3 separate regions of the Mus musculus genome follow, and all the other regions are linked to region 3. Evidence: chromatin contacts called from public Micro-C and promoter capture Hi-C data. All regions are on one chromosome and are shown on one strand. Each heading gives the region's core, a stretch centred on a gene start, on an enhancer-like site or on the middle of the called end of the contact. The rest is flanking DNA. Distances are from core to core; before and after follow the strand shown.

The links. Promoter capture Hi-C pulls out the DNA fragments that hold promoters and counts their contacts. A called contact is a pair of places that touch in the nucleus more often than the background predicts.
Region 1: a promoter capture Hi-C map of trophoblast stem cells shows a contact between it and region 3, with 3 times the contacts expected there. The contact joins the enhancer-like site here to the promoter of C1ql2 in region 3. A contact is called at or near these places in 14 of 39 promoter capture datasets (the 3T3-L1 cell line, the HPC-7 cell line, cranial neural crest and 7 more), 1 of 15 datasets of contacts at CTCF or cohesin (the NIH/3T3 cell line), 66 of 484 Hi-C or Micro-C datasets (the 3T3-L1 cell line, 3T3-L1-derived adipocytes, the AML12 cell line and 41 more), 9 of 115 datasets of contacts at active chromatin or transcription factors (bone marrow-derived dendritic cells, embryonic stem cells, epiblast stem cells and 1 more) and 2 of 9 other capture datasets (embryonic stem cells and liver).
Region 2: a contact with region 3 is called in a Micro-C map of trophoblast stem cells, with 2.4 times the contacts expected there. The contact joins the enhancer-like site here to the promoter of C1ql2 in region 3. A contact is called at or near these places in 1 of 39 promoter capture datasets (stem cell-derived epiblast-like cells), 2 of 15 datasets of contacts at CTCF or cohesin (embryonic stem cells and large pre-B cells), 24 of 484 Hi-C or Micro-C datasets (the AML12 cell line, the C10 cell line, the C2C12 cell line and 19 more) and 7 of 115 datasets of contacts at active chromatin or transcription factors (bone marrow-derived dendritic cells, embryonic stem cells and stem cell-derived neural progenitor cells).

What each region holds. Positions count from the first base shown.
Region 1 is chr1:120,536,885-120,540,935 of GRCm38.p6, reverse strand. No RefSeq gene overlaps it. Among named protein-coding and RNA genes, the nearest start is that of Gm41939, 33 kb to the left of the region's middle. Within about 2 kb of position 1,290, at least 2 of the 459 cell types and tissues checked have an H3K27ac peak or open chromatin away from gene starts, as enhancers often do. A contact at or near this core is called in morula and trophoblast stem cells, where this site is marked.
Region 2 is chr1:120,466,824-120,470,563 of GRCm38.p6, reverse strand. No RefSeq gene overlaps it. Among named protein-coding and RNA genes, the nearest start is that of Gm46154, 33 kb to the right of the region's middle. Within about 2 kb of position 1,448, at least 3 of the 459 cell types and tissues checked have an H3K27ac peak or open chromatin away from gene starts, as enhancers often do. A contact at or near this core is called in trophoblast stem cells, where this site is marked.
Region 3 is chr1:120,338,863-120,343,079 of GRCm38.p6, reverse strand. C1ql2 (complement component 1, q subcomponent-like 2) reads right to left here and starts at 2,498. Exons shown (of 2, transcript NM_207233.1): 1 at 1,279-2,498; 2 at 1-685. The coding sequence starts at 1,962. The coding sequence ends at 506.

The sequences.
Region 1 (4,051 bases), core at 41-2,540, 200 kb before region 3:
TCCTGAAGAACATGCTCACCTAATTCTGTATCCCAGAAAGGAGACACGGACAGCCACAAAGTCACCTAGCCATGTTCAGTGACTGGGGAGCCTGGGGCTTGCACATCAGTCTTCTCCCCTCCCCTGTGCACTATGTGGTGACAGACATAGAAAGCCTCAGCACATTAGGAAGGCACAAGGCCATGGGCACACTCCTGGTTACTAAGTGAGGTACCAGGCAGAGAGAATGTGGGGATCTTTTATCACAGAAGTATTGTGTGAATGTGTGTGTGTGTGTGTGTGTGTGTGTGTATACACACACACACACATGAAGCCAGAGGTCAATGCTGGGGTATCCTCCTCAATATCTCTCTCTCCCTCCCTTCTCTCTCTCTCTCTCTCTCTCTCTCTCTCTCTCTCTCTCTCTCAGACAGTATCTCTCATTAACCTGCAGTTCACCGATCTGGCTAGGCTGACTGAACAGCAAGCGTATGGGATCTGTCTCTGTTTCTGCCTCCCTAGCACTGAGATTATGCAGGTCTGCTGACTTGCTCATTATGTATGTAGATATTGGGGGTCCAAACTCAGGTCCTCACACCTGCATAGCAGCACCCTGCTGACTGAGCCATTGCCCAGCCACCTCAGAGGTATATTTGTTCCCACAGGTGTGGATGAATACCCTGATGTATTCTGCTGCAGCCCTGGATCCCCAGCATCTACAACAGCCATCAGTGAGAGGGGCTTAGGAAACAAGACTCAGATTCCCGGCACACTAACCATCGCCTCTCAGCCTCCTGTTTGCACAATTGTGCTGGGTGATTGATTCATTAAAAGCCCTGTTTGCTATTTTCACTTTGGGAAATAAACTGACAGCTGAAATTATAACTACATTTAAGACAAGGATGACAGACCCAGATTGGAACTGATTAAGGGAAACTCAACCCAGTCACATCAGGAACACGCAGACTCTAGAGTCAGGGAAAACACCTCCCACCCTCTCATTAATTAGTTCTCTGGACTTCCACCAGAGAGAATTTCAGCCTTGATAAGCCAAGAAGCTGACCCTGTGTGACAATTCTGACCTCTTGAATGACAGGGGTTTAGACCAGGGGATTTCTGAACCTAAATAACTTTTCCTGAAAGTCTTCGGTTTTGTTTTTGTGACAGTTTCACGTATCCCCCACTGCCCTTGGGCAGCGGATATAGTCAAGCATGACCTTGAACTTCTGACCCCCAGAATGCTGACAGGCAAGAACTCTGTTGAGCTGAGCTCCACCTATAGCCCCAGGAAATATTCTTGACACAGAAAGAACAACTTCTCATGGGAGGAGCTATATGTCCGTATATGTGCATACCGATGTTGATAGGTAGCACAGCTATGCATTTGTGCATATTGTGTATATGCATGCATGTCTGTGTGTCACTTCCCTGGAGGAGAGAGGACGAGGAGGAACCGGCAGGTGACCCTACTGATTACCTTCCCAAAGCACACTTGGCTTGAATATACCTCTGTCCTCACAAACCAGAGCTGCACTGGAAAGGCCCAGGCTATAGGAATAGTTGGGCTAAGATACCGACATCCCATGGGTGCTGGGCTGCTAAGTGAGTCCAGAGACCAGAGCTTCTTTCCTGCTGCTGTCTAGGTGGGGGACTCTGGAGTCAGAACCCTGAGGACTGCCCAGAGCAGCACCAGAGTTTAGAGATGGAAGCTTTCACAGCCAGAAAGATGACTGATTCTGATCTCTTTCCCACAGTCCCCCTTGGAGGTTAAGTGTTGCTCTCCTGTGGTAGCCATCACACTTCTGCTTTGCTCAGGCTATGACAAGGGTCTTAGGTCAATGTCCTGCTTCAGAACTGGCCATCTGGCTTTGCAGGGAGGTAAACATAAATGTAATTCTTCCTCCCACATTTTTAACCCAACGTGCTTATGCATCAGTTATTGAATGAGATACCATAGAGAGTGGCCCAGCATGCAAGAGGGAGGTCTTGGGTTAGATCCCCAGTATCTCTAAAATGAACATGGTGGTATGCATCTTCAAACCTCACACTTGGGGTGGGGGACGAGGTATGGAGATTAGAGGGTCAAGGTCATCTTCAGCTACATAAGGAGTTCAACGCTGGCCTCCATTGTATGAGACTGTCTCAAAAAACCAACCCCCCTCCAAATACTAGCCCATCCTGTGTCACCCACAGCACCATGGGCGGCCCCTCCCAGTGCCACCCACTGTAAAGTCTTGTCCCCTTTGAATGCTGCTGTCTTATGAAGTTTTTGCTGCAGGAGAGGGAAGGACAATCTGTGAAAGTCATTCTCTGGCCCAACACCCTTCCCCCGTGCCATGCACCTTCCCTGTGCCCTGCAGCATCCCTTGCCCAAGCTGAAGGACACTGAGCCCCTCCCAAGGCATCCAGACTCCTGCAGCATCATCTGTAATTGGGGCAGTTGGTCCATTAGGAATTTGGATGGACCCAAGCCTAAGTCTTCAGCCCTGCTCAAGGTAAACAAGAACAATTCGAGATTTGACTTCTGCGCAGTTCATTTAAACTCTGCTCAGAATATAAATCGCCTGCTTTAGTGCCAATCTACTCAGCCCGTCTCAGGCCCGAGCTGAATGACAAACAGCAGGTGAGACTATGAAGAATAAACCCTGAACAGGCAACCCAGACTCTGCCCCAGTGAAGTTCCTGGAGGAGTGGGGAGCCTTAGGCTCTGCCCAGAGCATTCCAGCAGGGGTGGGGGCAGCTAACCTGCCTGACATTTTCAAGGACTTTTCCATACTTGTAGGGGGGAAAGGAATCAACCAAGGATGCCAGAGAAATTCCTAGGTAAAGACTAGGGGTGTCCCTAATTTGGTAGAGCGCTCATTTTGCATGTTCAAGGCCCCGAGATCAAACAAGTGTTTCATTAAACCAGACAGGGCTGCCCATGCTTGTAACTCAGTACTGCAGGGTGGAGGAAGAAGGGAGGATTGGTCATATTCATATCCAATTCAAGGCCAGCTTGGGATACCTAGACCCTGTCTTAAACACAGGGATGAGTGTTGGGGGATACCTCACAAACATGGCGGATTCCCCCCGAATTTAAACATGGATGTTTAAAAAAGGCAAACACAATTCTGTGCCTTTGTAACCCCAGTACTGCAGAGAGGTGATCCTGGGACTCAGCGGTGAGACAGTCAACTGATTCTGTGAGTTTGTTTCAGCAAGAGACCTTGTCTCTAAATCAATACATAAGCTGGAGAGTGGTTGAAGACCCCTGACATTGACCTCTGGCTTCCAGATGCAGGTATATAGGTGAGCACACTCACATAAACTTCCAAATACCTAGGTGGGTCACTCCAGTTAACATTCATCTGGAAGGACTCGGTTCTCAGATCCAAAGGGAAAGCAATTCTGGCGTTTGGCTTCCTGCTGCAGGCTCTCTTGAGTATCAGAGGTGGCCTGCCAAGGTGATGGGTGCTGGAGCATTGGGTATCAGAATGCATCTCCTCACTGCTAGAAGAATGGAACATCATGCTTGGGGTGGTCTAGAAGACCTTGGAGGGATGCATCTCTCCCTCCTCTCTCTCTCTCTCTCTCTCTCTCTCTCTCTCTCTCTCTCTCTCTCTCTCTTTCTCTCCCTCTCTCTCTCCCCATTTCTTTTGCTGAGCATAACTGAGTTCCATGACCAGGAGGATAGGTGTTAGTGCTGTGCAGACCAGAGCCACAACCTTCTTTCAAACATATCTTGGGGCTTCCCCATCAGAGCCTTGCTATGAGTTAAAAACTTAAGAGAGGGGATTTACCCAGTTGTCTACTAAGAGCTAAAGTGTTTTCCTTCCAAGCTCTCCTCTCCCCAGCCTCTGCACTCCATTGATACTGTGGAGTGTGATGATATCGGAGCAGGTGGGTGAATCTTTCAGCAACACAAAGAAGCCCAAGATGTCACACTACCTAAGTTAAATCCTCATTGCCAGTGTCCTGGAGTGCAGTGACCCCCAGGGACAAATGGACTCTGTCTTTTCCTGTGACTTTCCGAGCTACTGTGGCAGAGCAAGAGAGTACATGGCTGTGGCACAGTGTAGGGGGCTGAGGC
Region 2 (3,740 bases), core at 199-2,698, 130 kb before region 3:
TGTTTTAGATGAAGTACGAAGCCCTAGCTAGCCTGGAACTTGCTATGTAGACCAGTCTAGCTTTAAACTCACAGAGACCTACCTGTCTCTGCCTTTCTAGTGCTGGGATTAAAGATGTCACCACCAAATCGAGTCCTTTTCCATTTTAAACTATTTTTTTAATGGTTTTGTAGTTGGCTGCTCTGATGTTTATGAGCAGAATATATATGTCTATAAATAGAAAGATATGTATTTATATGTAGAAAAATAGTTAGTTCAAGAAAACTCTTAACAATATAGTATGGACCCTCAAAGAGGCCAGAGTCCTGCCCCTCCTAAGCACCGATTTCAGTCCTGGTTTCTCTGGGTCTGCTGTGTGTGGCTTCTGAGAGGCCCCTCGGAGGATGGAAGAGCTCAGGACAAGGTCTTGAAAGCCCTTGGATGAGGAGCAGAGAGGAACTGTAGGTGGGGTGTGGGGAGGGCTTGGCATTTTATAGCAAGATACAGTAGGTTTGCTTGTGTGTCGATGAGTAAGAGGGGATCAATTATTAAGGAAAAAGGACACCAGTTCTTAGAAGTAGAGTCCTTATGAGAAAGAACTAAAAGGCAAAGGGTTCTTGGCAATTGGTGAGAACAAGGGCAAAAACATGAATAAAGATGCAGTTTCTGGGAGATCTGGGGCTGGGAGGGAGCAGAGAGTTCTCTGATTGTGGTGTGCGCTCTCAAAGGGCAAGAGACAAGGCAGCAGCCCCGCTGACTGGGGAGGGACGGGTGTTGATGAGAGGGCACATTCTCTGCTGACTTGATTGGAAATGTCAGTAGTCCGACTTATGCTGTCCCCTTCAGTGTACAGAGTAACCTGTAAGGAAGATGTGGAGGTGTGTCATTGTACAGATCAGGAGTCATATCAAGCCCATCAGCTAGGGAGTGGAAGAGGCAGGGTGTGAGCTCACATGGTTGCCACGTTGACGTGTATCCTGGCTGCATCTTCATGTCCTACCTGTTCTCGCTGCCTCTCGGGTACCTAGCCAGGCCGTTCACTGCTCCATCAAACTTCAGATCCTGAGCCCTGATACATCAGTACAGTGTCTATCCCAAGGGCTCCTCATTGAATTTAACCACAATCTTATTTCTATTTGCTTTCATCTCTTCAGTGGCTTCCCTACCTGGCTATATCACATTTGCATCTCCAGATGAGTTTACCTGTGCCTACTCTCCAGCGTGTGTGTGTGTGTGTGTGTGTGTGTGTGTGTGTGTGTGTGTGAGTGTGTGTGTGTGTGTGTGTGTGTGTGTGTGTGTGTGTTCTCATGTAGAGTGAGAATTTACCGATCTCTGACTGTTAACCGTGAAATGTCCTGGGGAGTGTAGTTACAGGCTATGGCTTCCTGAAACATCACCCGGAGCCTGCTCTCTTCCTGGATGAAGTCCTCGCTTCCGCAGTCCCAGCTGCAAGGAGCGAGCAAAGGTCGCCTTCACTTTCCGAGCACGAGGGGGCGCTGCAGGCCGCATTCGGCCTCCAGGCACTGGCCTGGGTCTCTCCCTGTGGCTCACCCTCAGGCATCCAACCTGGAGAGGACAGGCAAGGTTCCCACAAAGGCTCTTCTGGAGGCATTACTGGGCTGTAGATCTTCCACCTAGGAAGAAAGACGCCGGGGCACCTGCATTCAAGCCGGGCTTTCCACAAACTCCCTCCTTAACCTTTCCCTCCTGGGTCCATAGTTACTGAGACGGATGGCATTTAAAAAAAAAAAAAAAAAAAAAAAAAAAAGGCAGCAAGGGAAACTCCCATTACTGATACTAAGCACCATGAATGCGCTTCTGTGCACACATGAATTCCTCAGAATCATCCTATGGGATTCTACAGTCCCGAGCACAAAACTGAAGCTCAGAAAGGTGAGGTTATTGGTCCACCACCACACAGTGAGCTGCTAATCTGGCTAAAGCCAGTCTGAAACCAAGGCTGATTCTGAACTTCAAGTTCAGCTCCCGCTTTGGCCCACCCACTTCTCATGTCTTTGTTTCAGATAAGAACTTAGGGCAGGAAGACATGACTTCTCCAGGTGACTGATGAGAGCCTGAAAGATCTGTCGTGGTCAACTCCAGCCAGTCAGGGCCGGACTCAGATCCCAACTGCTCAAACACTGGCTCCCGGTGGTAGCCGGGCTGCCCTTTCCCTTCCCAGACAGTTTCCTCCTACTAATGACAAAGAGTTGAACTAGGTCCTTTCATTAAGTTAAAAACAAATCTTACGGTTAATGTGGAGAAGTCAGGGCATCATGGATCAGGAGGAGTGGACAAACAGGAAGGATTCCAACTAGCTACACAGGAGACAGCCAGGCTGCCCAGATCAAAGGGAGAAAGGGGCTCTCAGCAAAGCAGTAGAGCAAAGGCTCCAACTGGCTCTCTTGAAGACCCCTTGAGAAACAGATGCGAGACACCATTGTCCTTTCCTCTTGCACACGTCACAACTTTATGGGTAAGTTACACCTTTACACATAAGAAAATTTGTTTGTTTGTTTATCTGAGATAAGATCTCTAACCCAAACGACAAACTTGCATTTCTGATCACAAGTGTTGAGATTCCAGGCATGCTCCATCATGACCAGTTTATGTAGTCCCGGGGATGGAGCTCAGGGTTTTGTGCATGCTGGGCAGGAACTCTATACTCTACAGACTGAACTACAGCCCCAGCCTGTTTCTGCATACTCTTGTATATAATGCATCTAATTGTAAAAGACTGAACTGTGGGCTTGAATGACTTCAAAGGCTGCCTTTGCTTGTTTCAAAAACAAGACTATACCAGATGATCCCAGAGGTAGACAAGGAGAGGAGAAACCTTGGCTAAGACCCTCACATCTGTAAATTCAAGAGCGTCCCATCTCTCATGGGCTGTGCATGGAGGATGGACCTAGATGGACCTCCTGTGGAATCTGACCAGGAAGGATGGAAGAGAGCAAGGAGGGGTCTTTGTGAGGCAACTGCATCTGGAAATGGAGTTGTGGTGCCCAGAGAACAGGAAGTGTAGAAGCACCCTGCCTTTGCCTCAGCTGCTAGAGGGAGCAACTGCCCTGAGAAGAGGAAGTGTAACCCTTGCCATCCTCATAGCCTCTGTCATGAGGAGACTCCCAGCTCTGCAAGCCCGCCTTTCCTCAACTTGTCTTCTCAAATTCTCTTGTGTTTCCAGTATGTGTTTCAACAAAGTGTACCTAGCACATTCTAGGTACCAGACCATGCCATAGAGAAGGGTAATATGACTTGAGCCATCCAGATCTTTAAAGGGCTTGTGATCCAGCTGGCTTGAAATGTTAGTTCAATCCAGTATGGTGTTGTCCAGGGAAACCCTCTAGGGCTGGCAGTCACACATACAAGTCACACACGTCTTCTCTCTGAACCGACCCCAGAGGTTACTGAACAGGGAGAAAAAGGAAAGGTCAGAGGGGAGTAAAGGTCAGACCTAAGACCTTGAGAGAGATGCCTGACCCAGGCAAGCGCGCTGGTCTTAGAGTTGCCCTAGCTAAGGCAGAATAGGGGCTGAGACAAAGGAAGGGGCATGGGATGGAGGCTCTCCTCTCCGGGTGTCCCGAGTGCAGGGAGGGGTCAGGACTGATTGATGACATCCTGGCTGGTGGCCCAGGAACACAGCTGTGTGGATCTCAAACCAGAGAATTCCCCGCAGGGGCAGGCTGAAGAGATTGGCTTGGGTTTCACCTGTGGGACCTTGTTAGGCAGCAGTTTCCGGAGAAGAAGTAAGGAGTTCTCTC
Region 3 (4,217 bases), core at 1,249-3,748:
TTTTTGGCTGATGGATAGGAAAAACTGCACAGGCATTTCGGGTCACAAAAAGGGAGGTCCGAGAGAGTAGCGGTCACCAGGGTCTTTCTTCCTTGTGAGTCTTGCAGCCCTTAACCGGGGGACACTGGAAGGAAGAGGCAAGCTGGGAGACCTCAAACTCCCTAGGGCCGCCTGTCTAGTCCAATCAGCTTTCTCAAGTCTGGGCTGCCCCGCAACTAACCCCGCCAGAGCTGGGATTCTCGCCCAGCTCCCCACTTGAATGTTCCCTCTCCCTCCCCAGGATGGGCACTGGGACCGGGGACACAGCCTCCCCGCAGCGTAGTGAATCCTAGACACACTGAGGCCTGAGGCAGGACAAGTAGGAGAGCAGGGATGTGTCTTTTCCAACGGAGATGTCAGGAAGTGTCATGAAGCCGCAGAGTGACATTCACCAAAGAGCCCGCGCGCGCCCGATGGGGATGGGGTGGCCTGAAGCCACCCGGCCTCGCGCGCGCCCTCTAGGCCCCTAATCCGGATACAGGAGGAAGCCCGAGAACGTGCTGTACTTGTTATTGTTGCCGCCGTGAGCCTTCCCGCCGTCCAGCTTCACGTAGACTTCATCGCCTGAATCCAGGTGCAGTACCACGCTGTTGCTGGCGTAGTCGTAATTCTGGTCCGCGTCCTGGGCTATGGCGCTGGCTCGCACCTGCGGGGCGAACCAGAAGAGCGAGCGGGTGGGACCCTGCACCTCTTCCTGAGTCCAAGCCTGGCCTCCCTCGCCCATCCCTTTGCAGGCTCCCTGCCTGCTACTTCAGTGTAAACACTCCCTCCTCGGCTCCAAGTTCTCTTGGTAGCAGAGTCAAGGAAAGGGGGTTTACTTGCCCAGTATGTAAAGGTCCTAGGGGGTCAAGGCCAAGATGAATAAACTGGAGGGAAAGGGATGGCCCACGTGCAATCACAGTGATAAAGACAACTGGGTTTTTCTAGGAGCCCAGCCACTTCAGGCCATGACTCAATCGATTGGGGACTGGAGACCTATTTAGGTGCCAGGGTCACTGTGCACCCGGGGTCCAGTCTCAAACGCCCAGTACATTTATGCAAAGGACAGCATAGTACGCAGGGAAGCTGGGCGATGCATGTGGTCCAGCGCCCACCCGACCCCAGAGTTTGCTGGGGCGCTGGAGAGTGGCAGGAAACAGTATATAGTTCCCTGGGGTTCCGGGCGCCTGTAATGAACGGTCTGCGGACTCTGTTGGGCCGGGAAAGGTAGGGAGGGGTGTGTGGGAGAAAGTCACTGACCTGCCCGTTCTTGCAGAGATCCGCCCACATGCTGGTTCCGTCGCCGCCACGCATGAGAATGTGGTACGTGAAGAAGTAGATGCCCCGCACCTGGCAGCTGAACTTGCCTGTAGTGGGGTCGTAGTGATTGCCAAGATTGGTGACCACGTCGTCGAACTTGAGCACCTCGTAGCCTTCGTGGGGGCTCTTGAGTCCCACGTAGAAGGCGATCTTGGGACCGCTGAAGGCGGCGCTCAGCGCACTGGTCACTTCTCCCTCCGTGTCGCCACCGCCCCCGGTTCCGCCACTCACCACTCCAACGCCACCGGCCGCGCTGGTTGTCAACTGCAGTCCGGGTAGCCCTGGCCTCCCCGAGTCTCCTTTCTCTCCCGGGGGACCCCTGGGCCCAGGAGGCCCTGGCTCTCCAGGAGGACCCCGAGGCCCTGGCTTGCCTGGTCGCCCCGGATCACCCTTTGGTCCCTGGATAAACGGAGGCGGGGGGTTGGCGCTGAGGTCCTGCATAACTTCCAGGGCAGCGGTACTGGGTCCCGGCGGTGGAGCCTTGGCGCCCGCGGGTCCCCCTGCGGGAGCGACGCTGTATGGGTCACAGATCATGCGGCAGGTGCCCAGCATCTCGTAGTGAGCCGCTCCGGGGGGCGCCGCCTGCAGCAGCAGAGGCACCGCGATCAGCAGCCCCAGTGCCATGGCCAAGAGCACGCCGACGGCCGCCAAGCAGGCGCGCCGCCGCCGCTGCCACAGCCGGGAGGCGACCGCCACCAGCTCCTCCTTGCCGCCTGGGGAGGTAATGGTGGAGCGGCGCCGGGTGGCCCCGCTCTATGCGTTCGGACGCCAACTCCGCAGGTCCCCTCCGCGTCCCCGACGTGGAGACCCCTCTCTTAGCCACCCAACTATTTCAACGAGAGGTATCCGGACCTGGGCTCCTGAGGCCACCGCTCTGGAACTGATCTGGAGAGTCGAAGAGCCCGACACGCATGACGAGGGGCTCACAGGACGAGCCCGGCACCCCGGCGGGGACCGGGTAGTGGCGGCTGGGGAATGCTGGGTCTCAGTGCGGCGTCCGGTGTTGGCTCAGCTGCGCTGGTTCCTGCTCTGCTGGGATTGGCGGGGCTTGGCAGGGTTCGGCGGGACGCGGGATCGGCTCTGCCGCACGCTCTGCTCTGTTCTCCCTCTACTAGCTGGTTCCCGGGCGGAGGGGGTACCCAGCTACCCTAACGTAAGATCAGGACTGAGCGGCGGAGGCGGCGAGGCAGCAGCGTGCGCTGCCATCACTCGGGAGACGGCGCTCTCCTGTCATCAGCTCCCATCCCGCGGCGTCCTCCGGAGATGTGCCTGCTGGCGGCGCCCAGGAGCCACAAGTGGGAGCAGCGGGCAGCAGCCCCTAGCTGGGGCTCCACAGACACACCCACTCTTGCCCACTCTCCTCTCGCAGACCACCAAGCTCTGGAACCCACGCGCGCAATCAGTGGGTGCATACAGCACCCACACACGACCACGATGTGGTGCCTGCGAAGTCCTGGCGGGGTCACCAAATCCATTTCCTATCTGGATGAGCCCAGGTCTCAACCCAAGTCCAGGACAGCCTAAGCTTCCAGTTCAAGAACAGAAGCACACACTGTATGTTGCAGCCTTTTCTGTTTTAAAACAGAAAGCGGGGTGGCAGAGGGGGATTCGCATACTACATACAGAAAGTAACCAACTTCCAAATAGAGGAGTAAGAGGAGGGGCACACCTACATCTTATTCAGAAGGCTGAATGGTCTTATATGTCTAGTCAGCTCTTGGAATTCGAACACGTTTAGTAACTGTTGATGAACAATTTTCAAAATAAAAAGAGGAAAGCAGGGCAGTGATGGTGCATGTCTTTAATCCCAGCACTGGGGAGGCAGAGGCAGGCAGATCTTTGAGTACAAGGCCAGCCTGGTCTACAGAGTGAGTTCCAGGATAGCCTGAGCTACACAGAGAAACCCTGTCTTAAGAAGAAAAAAAAGAGAGAAAGAAAAAAGAAAAAGAAAGGAAGAAAAAAACCTCTAAATTAATTAATTGAGCAACTAAGTGGAAACAATAAATAATTAAAGTAAGGCCTCTGGGGAAACAAGATGTCAGTAGTGGTACTGAACCCTTGTTTCTTTTAAAGGTTGTTTTTTTTTTTTTTAATTCATGTACATTGGTATTTTGCCTGCATGTGTGATCGTGTCAGATTCCCAAGAATTGGAGTTTCAGACATTTGTGAGCTGCTATGTGGGTGCTGAGAATTGCATCTAGGTCCTCTAGGAAGAGCAGCCAGTACTCTTAACTCAAGCCCTCTCTCCCCTGCCTCAACTCTAATTTCTTAAAGGCAGATTCCTTCTCCTCCTCCTCCTCCTCCTCAGGGTCTCAATCTCTTCCCCCTTCCTGTTGTTACTTATTTTCTTCTTTAAATTTAGTTTCTTTCGTAAACATCATACAAAATATTAGATGTCATTATAGCATTTTAAAACAACGTGTTTTAGTAAATTCTCCTCCCTTACCTTCACCATTCACACTGAAGGCACAGGGAGCCCTGCTCCAGGCTGGTGAGTGAGTTCCTCTCCAGGAACACCCCAGCTCCCTCTCCCTGCATCCAAATGCATTTGCACCCCTCCTCCAGCTGGGGCACAATTAAAGGAGAATCATCTATGTCCTTCTACTGCTACTAAAGAGGAAACAGAGCCACACACACTGGGCCCCTGCTCCCCCGGGGAGCTGGGAAGGCACCTACCTCAGAGGGGAAGAGCCCCTGGTCTGGGTAGGCTGGATGTCCTGGTGCTGTCTATCACCTACACAAGTGAGTGACCCCACACCTCTGGTTTCTGGGCCACCTTCCGGGGCGGGGCTTGTGCTCTAAAGAGAGTGGTTGTTTATCAGATGCCATGCTCAGTGGAGTCTCACTTTTCACTGTGGTTGCTTCTGCTCCCACCGCTG